Linked DNA regions of Urocitellus parryii: region 1 is linked to region 2. The links are chromatin contacts, called in public Hi-C maps. All regions are on one chromosome and are shown on one strand. The core of a region is the stretch at or near the end of the contact, and the rest is flanking DNA. Distances in the headings are between cores, read along the strand shown.

Evidence for each region. Hi-C and Micro-C count contacts between places; a contact is called where the count stands out from the background.
Region 1: a contact with region 2 is called in a Hi-C map of liver, with 5 times the contacts expected there. The contact joins the promoter of Znf879 here to the promoter of LOC113200745 in region 2. A contact is called at or near these places in 2 of 2 Hi-C or Micro-C datasets (liver and muscle).

The regions. Positions count from the first base shown.
Region 1 is chr1:130,180,887-130,186,194 of mUroPar1.hap1, reverse strand. It overlaps Znf879 (zinc finger protein 879), which reads right to left and starts at 1,304. Exons shown (of 6, transcript XM_077801459.1): 1 at 1,248-1,304; 2 at 173-231. The coding sequence starts at 1,254.
Region 2 is chr1:130,047,586-130,052,816 of mUroPar1.hap1, reverse strand. It overlaps LOC113200745 (zinc finger protein 354B), which reads right to left and starts at 2,048. Exons shown (of 5, transcript XM_026414285.2): 1 at 1,900-2,048; 2 at 1,058-1,140. The coding sequence starts at 1,090.

The DNA.
Region 1 (5,308 bases), core at 55-2,554, 130 kb before region 2:
CCATCAGACTGGCCTGAAACAAAGGAAAAACCTTTCTTTCTAGCACCTAACCTACCATACCCTCTGGTCCCTCCAGGGGCTCTACTGTCTAGAGAAACTCAACAATGAATGAAACAACTTGGCTATCTATAAATCCTTAAGGCAGTTCAAGAAAGAAGCCTCCTTCACTCACCTGAATCTGTGCTGGCAGCAAACTCCTGGCCATTTCTCCCTCCCTGCTGGGGAAGGCACCTGAAACAGAGAAAGAAGCTGTGAGGACTATTCACCCTGCATGCACTCTGCCCTCATTAAGACAGACCAGATTAGAAACCTCCACCAGAACAGAACTTCCAGCCTTAATGGCTTAATGGTATCAGCAGATCCAAGCCAAAAGGGCCCTGAGCATGGCCACCAAAGCCAAAAGTGGGCAAAAAGCATACTCCCAGTTACTGGGCCTTTCTGCCAGTCATTGTGAATAAAGATGAAACAAGCTAATGGATTAAAACCATATGATATTCAATAACAAAGTAAAGGGCACAGTGACACATGGCTCACAGGTGTTAGAGTGAAAAGACATTAACATTTCACACATTGGCATTTGGATATTACTTGAGGTGAAAAATAGCATCGGAAGAATGGATACCGTTTTCAGAAACAATCAACTAAAAATTAGTCCTCTCTTATTTTCCTTTTAGAAATTCTACTTCTTTTATCAAAAAGAGTTACCAAGTTGCCTAAATGCAAAAGACATTAGAACTGACCTTTTATGATGGATACATTCTAAGAATTAAAAGCATGCTATTTTAAAATAGTGCAATAACTACTACATCAATAGAGTTTAGAAATGATTTTCCTCTTCACTGAATTGATCCACCCATCCTCATCCCTCAATGCACACAAGGGCTCAAGGGGTACATCACCGGCTAGAAATGAATTTAAACTGTAGAGAAAAGGGGATGGGGGTATATAACTCAATGATACAGTGCATTATGTGTGAAGCCCTGGGTTCCACCCCCACAATCCTGACCCCCAAAAATCAAATTTAAAATGTAGAGGAAAAAGGAAGTAACTTAGCAAATGGACAAAATTAACTTTAAAAAATGTACTTTAAAAAAAATAGTTAAATCACTCTAGGAGTCACTGTAGAAAAATACTGCCAAACGAGTAAGACTGACAAAAACGAAGTTTAAACTCTGGAGGATGGGGGGGGGGGGAGATGTTAAATCAACAATCGCTGACTGCTGAAAACCGCCAGGGGACTCACCAACCCTGCATAGGAAGGACACAGTTCTCTAAAGTCTCTTTTCTGGGGACCACTTGTCCAGGAGAATGGCCTGAGAATGGCCTGAGAATGGCCCGGAGGTTAAGTGGTGTCACGCAGTCTTCCGGCCTCCCCGGGAGGACCTTCCCAGGCAACGCCCCCTGCCCGAGTCCGGTTCACCTGCCGAGGCCGCAATTGGGACGCGTAGGATTCATCCGCGACCGGCCCTCTGTCCTAGCCGCACCAAGGAAGCCCTGCGCCCTGGGCCCGCCCTCGCTGGCAGCTTGTACCTTAGTCCACCTGGGTGGGGACGCCAAGCTGCACACCGAACTGGAAGCGAGAACACCTAACACAGCGACATTTCTCCCCGCCACCGCCAAACCACCAGTACCACTGCGCATGCGCAAGGGAGAGCCAACGGGTTTCCCTTTCTGAACAGCAGCGTTTTTCCTTTCAGACTACATTTCCCAGAAGGTCTGCGCGACACACCTTTTCTACGGTGTCTGAGAAGGAAACAATGGAATCCGTGCTAGTGAAAGCGACCTGGCTGGGGTCACAGAAGGCTGAAGCCTTGTCTTTCATTTAGACCACCTCACTTCCTTTATGCACTCAATGTATTCGTAATTATAATGACAATAATATTAAAGAAAGAAAATGTGGAAGTTACTGCTGATTATCCTTAGGAGATAAGAGGGCTGTTAAAGTCAATTTTCTATCCCCCATCCCGCCCCAGTACTGGAAATGGAACCAATGGTGGCTCTACTGCTGAGCTACATCTCCATGCCTTTTTTTTTTTTTTTTTTCCTTCCTTTTTCTTTAGAGACAGGGTCACGCTAACTTGTTGACGCTGGCCTTGAACTAGTGATTCTCCTGCCTCAGCCTGCCAAGTAAGTGGGCTTATAAGGCATGCACCACCACTCCCAACTCCACCTTTTTTTTTTTTAATAAAAAAGGTTAAATTTTAGATATATAGATATCACATAAATACATACACATATTTAATGAATAAGAATGATTGCTTTCCCTCTCAAATCAGGAACAAGGAAAGAATGTCTACTTTTACCACTTCCATTCCGCATTCTTTTGATGTAACCATTGGGATAAGGCAATAAAAAGCATCTGAGCAGGGCAGCGCAGGCCTGTAATCCCAGTGGCTAGGGAGGCTAAGGTAGGAGGATCTGAATTCAAAGACAGCCTCAGCATTTTAGCAACTTGGTAAAACCCTGTCTTTAAATAAAATATTAAAAGGGCTGAGGATGAGACTCAATGGTTAAGTGCCCCTGAGTTCTATTCTTGGTTTCAAACCAAAAAAAACTTTTAGAAAAAAATGAGAAAAATCTTTGTGATTTTGTATTAAGAGTTCTTAAATGCAACAGCAAAAGCCTGATCCAAAAAAAAAAAAAAAATTTTTTTAAATGATAACTGAGACTCATTAAAATTAACACCAACTCATTCAATGATACTTTTAGGGAGTGAAACTGAAGCCAGAATTAAACAGGCAGTCAGTATAGATAGGTACATCCAGTCAGGTCTTATCAAAGAGTCCAATTTGAGTGAATCTGGGAAGTTGGAAACTGTCCCTAAGGGATTGAAATGCCTTCAGAACCCTTCCTCCACCCTTATCAGGATAATCTGCCCCAGCTCCAACCTGCTAAGGTAACCTGTCCAAGGGAGTTGTAAAAGTTGTTAATTAATGCTTCCTGAGCCCCGCCTCTTGCCCAGATCACTCCACCTTGGCCCCTGAAGCCCATCTGCTTCTCACCCTTTGGCCATCCCACTGAGCATCTGCTGGGCCTAGTCACAAGGAGAGAGATAAGGGGAAGAGAACAGGAGAACAAAGAAAGCCTAGGACATATAAAAAGGCAAAATAATCTCACTTTTTGGGATAGGCCCCCTTCTCCCTCCTGGGAGAAGTCTATGCTATGTTACCCTTTTTTAAATAAACCCTGCTTTATATGCTTGCCTCCGTGTGCTTTTCTAATGAAGCAAAACTCATCACCGATAACCATCAGTATCAAAACAATCAGCCACAGCCTTGAAGAAATATAATAATATATTTGATAAAGGATTCATATCCAGAATGTATAAAGAACTCTCCAAAACCTAAACCAAAAGGTGCCCAAACTACCCGGCCCCTGGCCGGCTGAGTCCAGCTCCTGCTGCCGAGCACTGCCTGCGGCACCCCTGCTGAGCGATTCCCTGCTGAGCTGTCAGTGCACGCGGGCTTGCAATCTTGCAACCCGGTTGGGCACAAAAACACAAGCCAGTCAAACTGAGACAAAGTTTTATTTAGAGAGAGGCCGTGTGCGTCCCCTAACAGGTGGGTCCGCCACGTGTGTGTCCTACCTGAGGGGGGGGGGTGTTCCCCTTCCCCCGGAACACCCTCCTACCATCCTTTCCCAACCAATGGGAACTCTCCCAATACAAGAGTGACATGAGTACCCTGAGTCCTGAAATGGGGCCAGCTAGACAGCATGAGTCCAATTACCATATGAATGTGAATTGCTGGCTGGCAGTCATTAAATCCAAAGGTGCCTATATCAATATTTTTGCTGTGGCTCCTAACAAAAAGGAACCCCAAGCAATGTAATTTTATTTTTATTTTGTATTTGTTCTTTTTAGATACACATAATAGTAGAGTGTATTTTGACCTATTATAAATACATGGAATATAACTTATTCTAATTGGAATCGCATCCTGTGGTTGTACATGATGTGGAGTTTCACCAGTGATGTATGCATATATGAACATAGGAAAGTTAGGTCCAATTCATTCTACTGTCTTTCCTATTCCCACCGTTCCCTTCCCTTCATTCCCCTATGTCTAATCCACTGAACTTCTATTCTTCTATCTCCCTAATTGTGTGTTAGCATCTGCATATCAGAGAGGACATTTGAATTTTGTGTTTTGGGGGGATTGGCTTACTTAGCATGATAGTCTCAAGTTCCATCCATTTACTGGCAAAAATCATGAAGTCATTCTTTTTTAAAGTTGTGTAATAGTCTGTTGTGTATTTATACCTCTTTTCTTTATTCATTTATCTGTTGAAGGACATCTAGGTTGGTTCGATAGCTTAGCTATTGTGAAGAGCTGCTATAAACATTGATGTGGCTGGGTCACTGATTTTTAAGTCCTTTGGGTATATACCAAGAAATGAGATAACTGGGTCAAATGGTGGTTCCATTCCAAGTTTTCTGAGGAATCTCCATACTGCTTTCCAGTGGGGTTGCACCAATTTGCAGTCATACTAGCAATGTATTATTATACCTTTTCCCCCTCATCCTCACCAACATTTATCATTACTTGTGTTCTTGGTAATTGCCATTCTGACTGGAGTGAGATGGAATTTCAGTGTAGTTTTAATTTGCATTTCTCTAATAGCTAGAGATGTTGTACAGTTTTTCATATATTTATTGACCATTCATATTTCTTCTTCTTCTTAGCCCATTTATTGAGTGGGTTATTTGGGGGTTTTTTTTGGTGTTAAGTTTTTGAGTTCTTTATATATCCTGAAGATTAATGATCTATCTGAGATACAGGTAGCAAATATTTTCTCTCATTCTGTAGGCTCTCTCTTCATGTTGTTGATTATTTCCTTTGCTGTGAGGAAGCTTTTTACTTTGATACCATCCCATTTATTGATTCTTGATTTTTTTACTTCTTTTTTAAAAAATTTTTTTAGTTGTAGATGGACACAATATCTTTGTTTTATTTTTATGTGGTGCTGAGGATCAAACCCAGTGCCTCGAGTGTGCTAGGTGAGCTCTCTACCACTGAATACAACCCCAGCCCTTGATTTCACTTCTTGTACTTTAGGAGTCTTATTGAGGAAGTCAGTTCCTAAGCCAACATGATGGAAAGTTGGGCCTACATTTTATTCTAATAAGCACAGGGTCTCTGGACTAATGCTTAGGTCCTTGAACCACTTTGAGTTGAGTTTTGTGCAAGGTGAGAGATAGAGATTCAACTTCATTCATACAGATGGATTTCTGGATTTCCTAGCACCATTTGTTGAAGAGGCTGTCTTTTATTCAATTTATGTTTATGGTGCCTTTGTCTAATACAAG
Region 2 (5,231 bases), core at 799-3,298:
TATATATATTATATGTAATATATATGTAGTATATATCTATTAACATTAATATTTTTATTAATATTATATCTTTCAGCTACCACAATAACCACACACAATTAGCTGTCACTGTGTGCTCCCCCCAGATCTAAACACTTCCTATGCACTAACTCATGACATCCTCTCACCTACTGAGGAGGTAGGCATGCTGCTATTTCTTTTACTGGTGAGGAAACTGAGGCACTGAGAAGTGGAATTATTTTTGCCCAAGGCACACCAACAGTAACAACAGTTAAAACCTGGCTGTGTGGCTTGAAAGTCCCACTTTCTAACCACCGCAAGTTCTATTTCTTCACCACCAATACCTCATAGAACCCTCCTTATGTTTCTTGAGGATTCTCCTCTTTGCCCTCAGAGAAAAAGATCCCTCCACCTGTGTCCCCTGCAACATGGCTATCCTTTGTTGACAGGTCATGTTACCTCTCCCATTTTCCCAACACAGGGTTGAAAATAGCAGGTTGAGATTAGTTTTCAGGAGAAGAATATAGGCAAAGCACTTGATCTTTAGAATAGAGAGGGAGAAAAAATAAAAAAAAATTTGGGCTGGAGAAATCTGGAGGAGGTATCATGAGGATGCTCAGGGGTGACTATAAAAAGAAAAGCATTTTGTTAAGGGCAGGGAGGAAGACAAGGATGAATGAAAGATGCAGGGCCAGAGAGGAATATTATCATGTTGTGTATGTTTATTCTGTCCCTAGTGATATAAAGTTATGTGACATCTTACCTGTCAAATTAGTGATCACACAATGGATTAAGATGAGTGAATAAATGTATCAACTAAAAAATGAACACTGGACATGTGTTCATATGTGTGGGGAGTATTCCCTACAGAAATCTACTTGTAAAGGTGGACCGGCTCCCCTAAATTCACAGGACTTAGGCTCCAAATCCTAGTGAGGTTGTATTGCTTTAGAACTTCAATTAAGAGGGATAAAACCATCCAGCCACCACCACCACCATCACCACCACCACCAACAACAAATCCATCCACTAAGAACTGATATGGCAATGAGCTCACCTGAGACCTTGATTCCCTTTGCTCAGGAGCCATGTCCTCTTTTTGGGCTCTTCTCTCCAGGATGGGTGCAGTCACCAGGAGATCTAAAAGAAGAAAAAGATACCATGAGGAAGACCTTCAGTTTTCCACCCCTCAGAACCAGCAGTTCTGACTCCACATGTCTGTAGAGGAATGTCAGAAGGAGCTAGGAGTGGACAGAATCAGAGACATGGGCTGGCGTCCTAGTCCAGGGCTTGACTCTTCATGGCTCTGAGAATTTCCCGAAGCAAGACTGGGAGAAGGGGACTGGATTCCATCACAGCAGGGACTCACTGAGCCTCACCAAGTGCCAGGCACCATTAGCTTTACACTATTTAGCCCCACATCATCAGGTAGCGTTGCTAGCACCCCATTTTATGGATCAGAAAACTAAGAACAGAGCGGGGCCAATTGCTCCAATCCCCCACAAGCCAGTGAGGATGGGACCAAGATTCCAAGCCCTGTACATTTGCTTCAATCTCACTTGCACCCCTGCGCAATTTTCCTCCACAAGCTTTCCCCAGTTTTTCTGTCCCCTGTCAAGAAATCAATTTCCAGATCTTTAATGCCGGGCCAGGGCAGGGAACGCGCTGTGGACGGATCTGCGGAAGCCAGAGGTGGGACTGCCGAAAACCTGGGCCAAGTGCCCCACCTGACGCGCCTGGGGCGACGTCACGGGACGGCTGGCGAAGGCAGGCAATAGGCGCCAGGGTGTCGCTCGTCCCACAAAGGATTCTCCACGCACCTTGCGGGCCTGTTCCCCTCACTCGGGCGCCGCATCCTCGGAGGCCTGGGTCCGCCTCCCACCGCCCTCTGCCGCTTACCTCCTCAGGCTCGGGGATCCCGGGGTGATGCCTCGCCAGGCTGAGCTCCGCATGCGGGATACTCCGGAACCGCCCCGCTGGCCGCAATCTGGCGTCTAGACCCCGGCCGCCAGCGACCTCAGCTCTACCCGGCGGCAGACACTCCGCGGCCCCGAAGGTCCAGGAGGGCGGGGCGGGGCGAGGGTGGGGGTAGGGAGGCAGAGCCGGCCGCTAATGCTTCTGGGAAATGTAGTCCACGCGAGGATTCTGGGAAGTGTAATTTTCTGCAATTGCTAGAGCTGAGGGGCCCTGCAGTAGGGTGCCCAGGCCCCACCGGATCTCCCTCTAGCGCTTCTGGGTATGTTTACACTTTCCGTGAGCTTCTGGACCTTGGGTACAAAGTTCTTCCAGAAGGGAAGCAGGTTCCCTGTGGGCGTTATCTTGTAGGTATGTATCTGCCTAAATGATGGTGAGGACACTAGATAACAGTCAGAATCAGACCCATTTCCAAAGGAGTTATTCTGCGAATGAGTACAGAACACCTGCTATGTACCAAGCACTACAGGAAGTGGTTTAAAATACTCAGCAAACTAAAGGAAGTTTATTGCCCTGGAGAATTTTCTTAAGGGTATAGAAAGCAGACAATAAGCCATGAACACAATTATATAGCATTTAAGAGGTAAAAATGTTATGGGGAAAAAGCAAACGAAGAACAGGCCAATATCCCTTATCAATTTAAATGCAAAAATCAACAAGATAGCTGCAAACTCAATTCAGCATTTAAAACAGGTTAAACACCTTAATCTGTGAGACTTCTTTCCAGAATGAAGAATGGTTCAACATTGGGAAATCAATGTAATATACCACATTAATAGAATAAAGGGGAAAAGTCCCTACATCATCATTTCAACTAATGTAGTAAAATCAGTTGTCGAAATCCAACACCTTTTCATGATCAAAAAACCAAACGATGAACCTTTTTTAACATAATAAATGCCGCATATGAAAGACACACAGTTAACATCACATTCAGTGATAAAAAAACGAAGGCTTTCTCCTAAAATCAGGAACAAAATAAGAATGGTTATTTTTGCCTCTTCTATTTGCAACAGTGGACCACCTTGTGCTTTGAATATTGCTGCTCTTCCACTGCAACTGATTTTTAAAATGGACATGTTTCTTTCTCTTCCTCCTACCTAATGTCTCCCTCTCCCCCATCTCAGGGGAAAAAGGATTACCTTTCTTCCCCATCCTAGACAGGAATATCTGTCCTTGAACACTCACCCACCTGAAAGTGAAGTAATCCAGACTCTGGGGATGGAGCTCAGAAATGACTATTTCCCAAGTTAACAATTGAATTATAACTCCAACAGAGAACACGTGGAATGTAGCCAATGTATCATCTCTTTAAAAGGCCCCTGTTCCTATTGATGGGTAGAATCACAGCCTCTGGGACAGCAGTTCCCTGAGTTTCTCCTTTGCTATCAAAGCAATAAACATTTTTTTCCTTTTTCTCAAAACTATGTCCTCTTTATTGGATTGGCTTTGGGGACAAGGACTGAGCTTTCAGCAATGGTAGCATTATAGTTTTAAAAACAGAACTAGTGAGATTGGATATTTGTAACATCAGGTCTTCCTCTATGTGAACAAATGCACACATGTCTCCATTGATGGAATCTTTTGTGATCATGTACCATTAAGTGTTACAATTTTAACATTTAAAAAATAAGAATTGGTTTTACATCCTTATGGTTTTGTTGTTCTGTAAATAGTCTCTTTTTCTTAGTGAATTCTGTTAGCATACAGAAATGCAATTGACCTTTGGATACGAAATTGGCATTTAATATTCTATCTAATCAGTATCATTATTAAACTGTATTATCATATCTATTTGTTGATATTGTCTGTGAATAATGATAATTTGTTTCTTCCTTTCCAATCCTGGATTTTATATATTTCTTTGCCTTATTGTATAGTTTGTATTGAATGTTGAATATAAGTGGTGACACAGGACATTCTGGTCTCAATACCAATCTCAGCTTTCCACATTTTATCATTAAGAGTAATGTTTGTAGCTGGATATAGTGCTCAGGCCTGTAATTCCAGTGACTTGGGAAGTTGAGGCAGGAGTATCATGAGTTCAAAGCCAGCCTCAGCAACTTAGTGAAACTTTGTCTCAAAACAACAACTAAAACCAAACAAACAAACAAAAAACAAACAAACAAACATATAAAAAGGGCTGGGGATGTTGCTCAGTGGTTAAGTGCTGCTGGGTTCAATTCCTTTTTCTTTTTAAAGAAAAAAAGAGTGATGTTTGTTGTAGAATTCTTAATACCCTTAATTGGAGTAAGAAAACTCCCTCTTATTCTTGAATTGTGGAATTCTTAAAACAGCAAGTTTTCACTGTTGTTCATACAGATGTCCCTTAAACCTGAACTATTTAAATTTCAAAATGAAGGAAAATTCACTAATTGCACAGTTAAGTAGAGGCTGGATTTCAGCTCTCCTATTTGGAGAAGTAGACAAAATATTCAGAAATCATAAGTGCTCATTTGTAGAGACTCAACAAATTCTCATTTTGCAATTGAAGCTGTTGGGCTCAGAATCCTTTGGAAAACCCAGCATTAGATGATCCAATTAGAGGAAACCTGCTACTAATGATCCAGTCAAAAGATAAATTTGTAGTTGCTTGTGAAAGGAATTAGGCAGATATAATTAAGTCCTAAACCCTTAAATTACTCAACAGGGCAGAAGTCCTAGATGCTGGATGAGCCTATCCATTTAAGTCAGGTAGTTTAGATAAATTCTCTTGTGAGGCAAGATACTAATTAGTCTTTGTCTCCAAAGAAGAGAAGGATAACAAGCTGCTGAAGAACCTTCAGAGAGTGCTGGAGAATGAAGCCAGGACTCTAGGCTGCAGGCAGATGTGCTGGAAGCCCTGCAGGAGCCCATGGCTGGCCTATGTGAACAGCTGCCTGCCCATCCAGTGGGAATAGCAGAAGCAGGTGGAGAAGATGGAGAGGGAGGTGGTGGCCTTGCAGGAGAAAGGAAAATTCTGCCTCAGACTGTGTTCTGATTCTACCCGACATTTCCAGATACTTTGGCCCAACCTCACTACCATCCTGGAAGAAGACTCAAAGGACAAAGATGGAGAGCTGTCAGTGGAGTAAAACCTCTTTTGTTAGTAGGTCCTGGCTTTCTGGTCTTATTTGTGTTTAAGAGAGATATGAATGGATACACCAGCCAGGACCAGGTGGCAGGAGAACCAGGTATCCTATAGATCTGGAAGACAGCTGACCCTGCACCTGGGCCACCCAGCCCTTCCATCCTGAGCCACAAAAACCTGAGGGCAA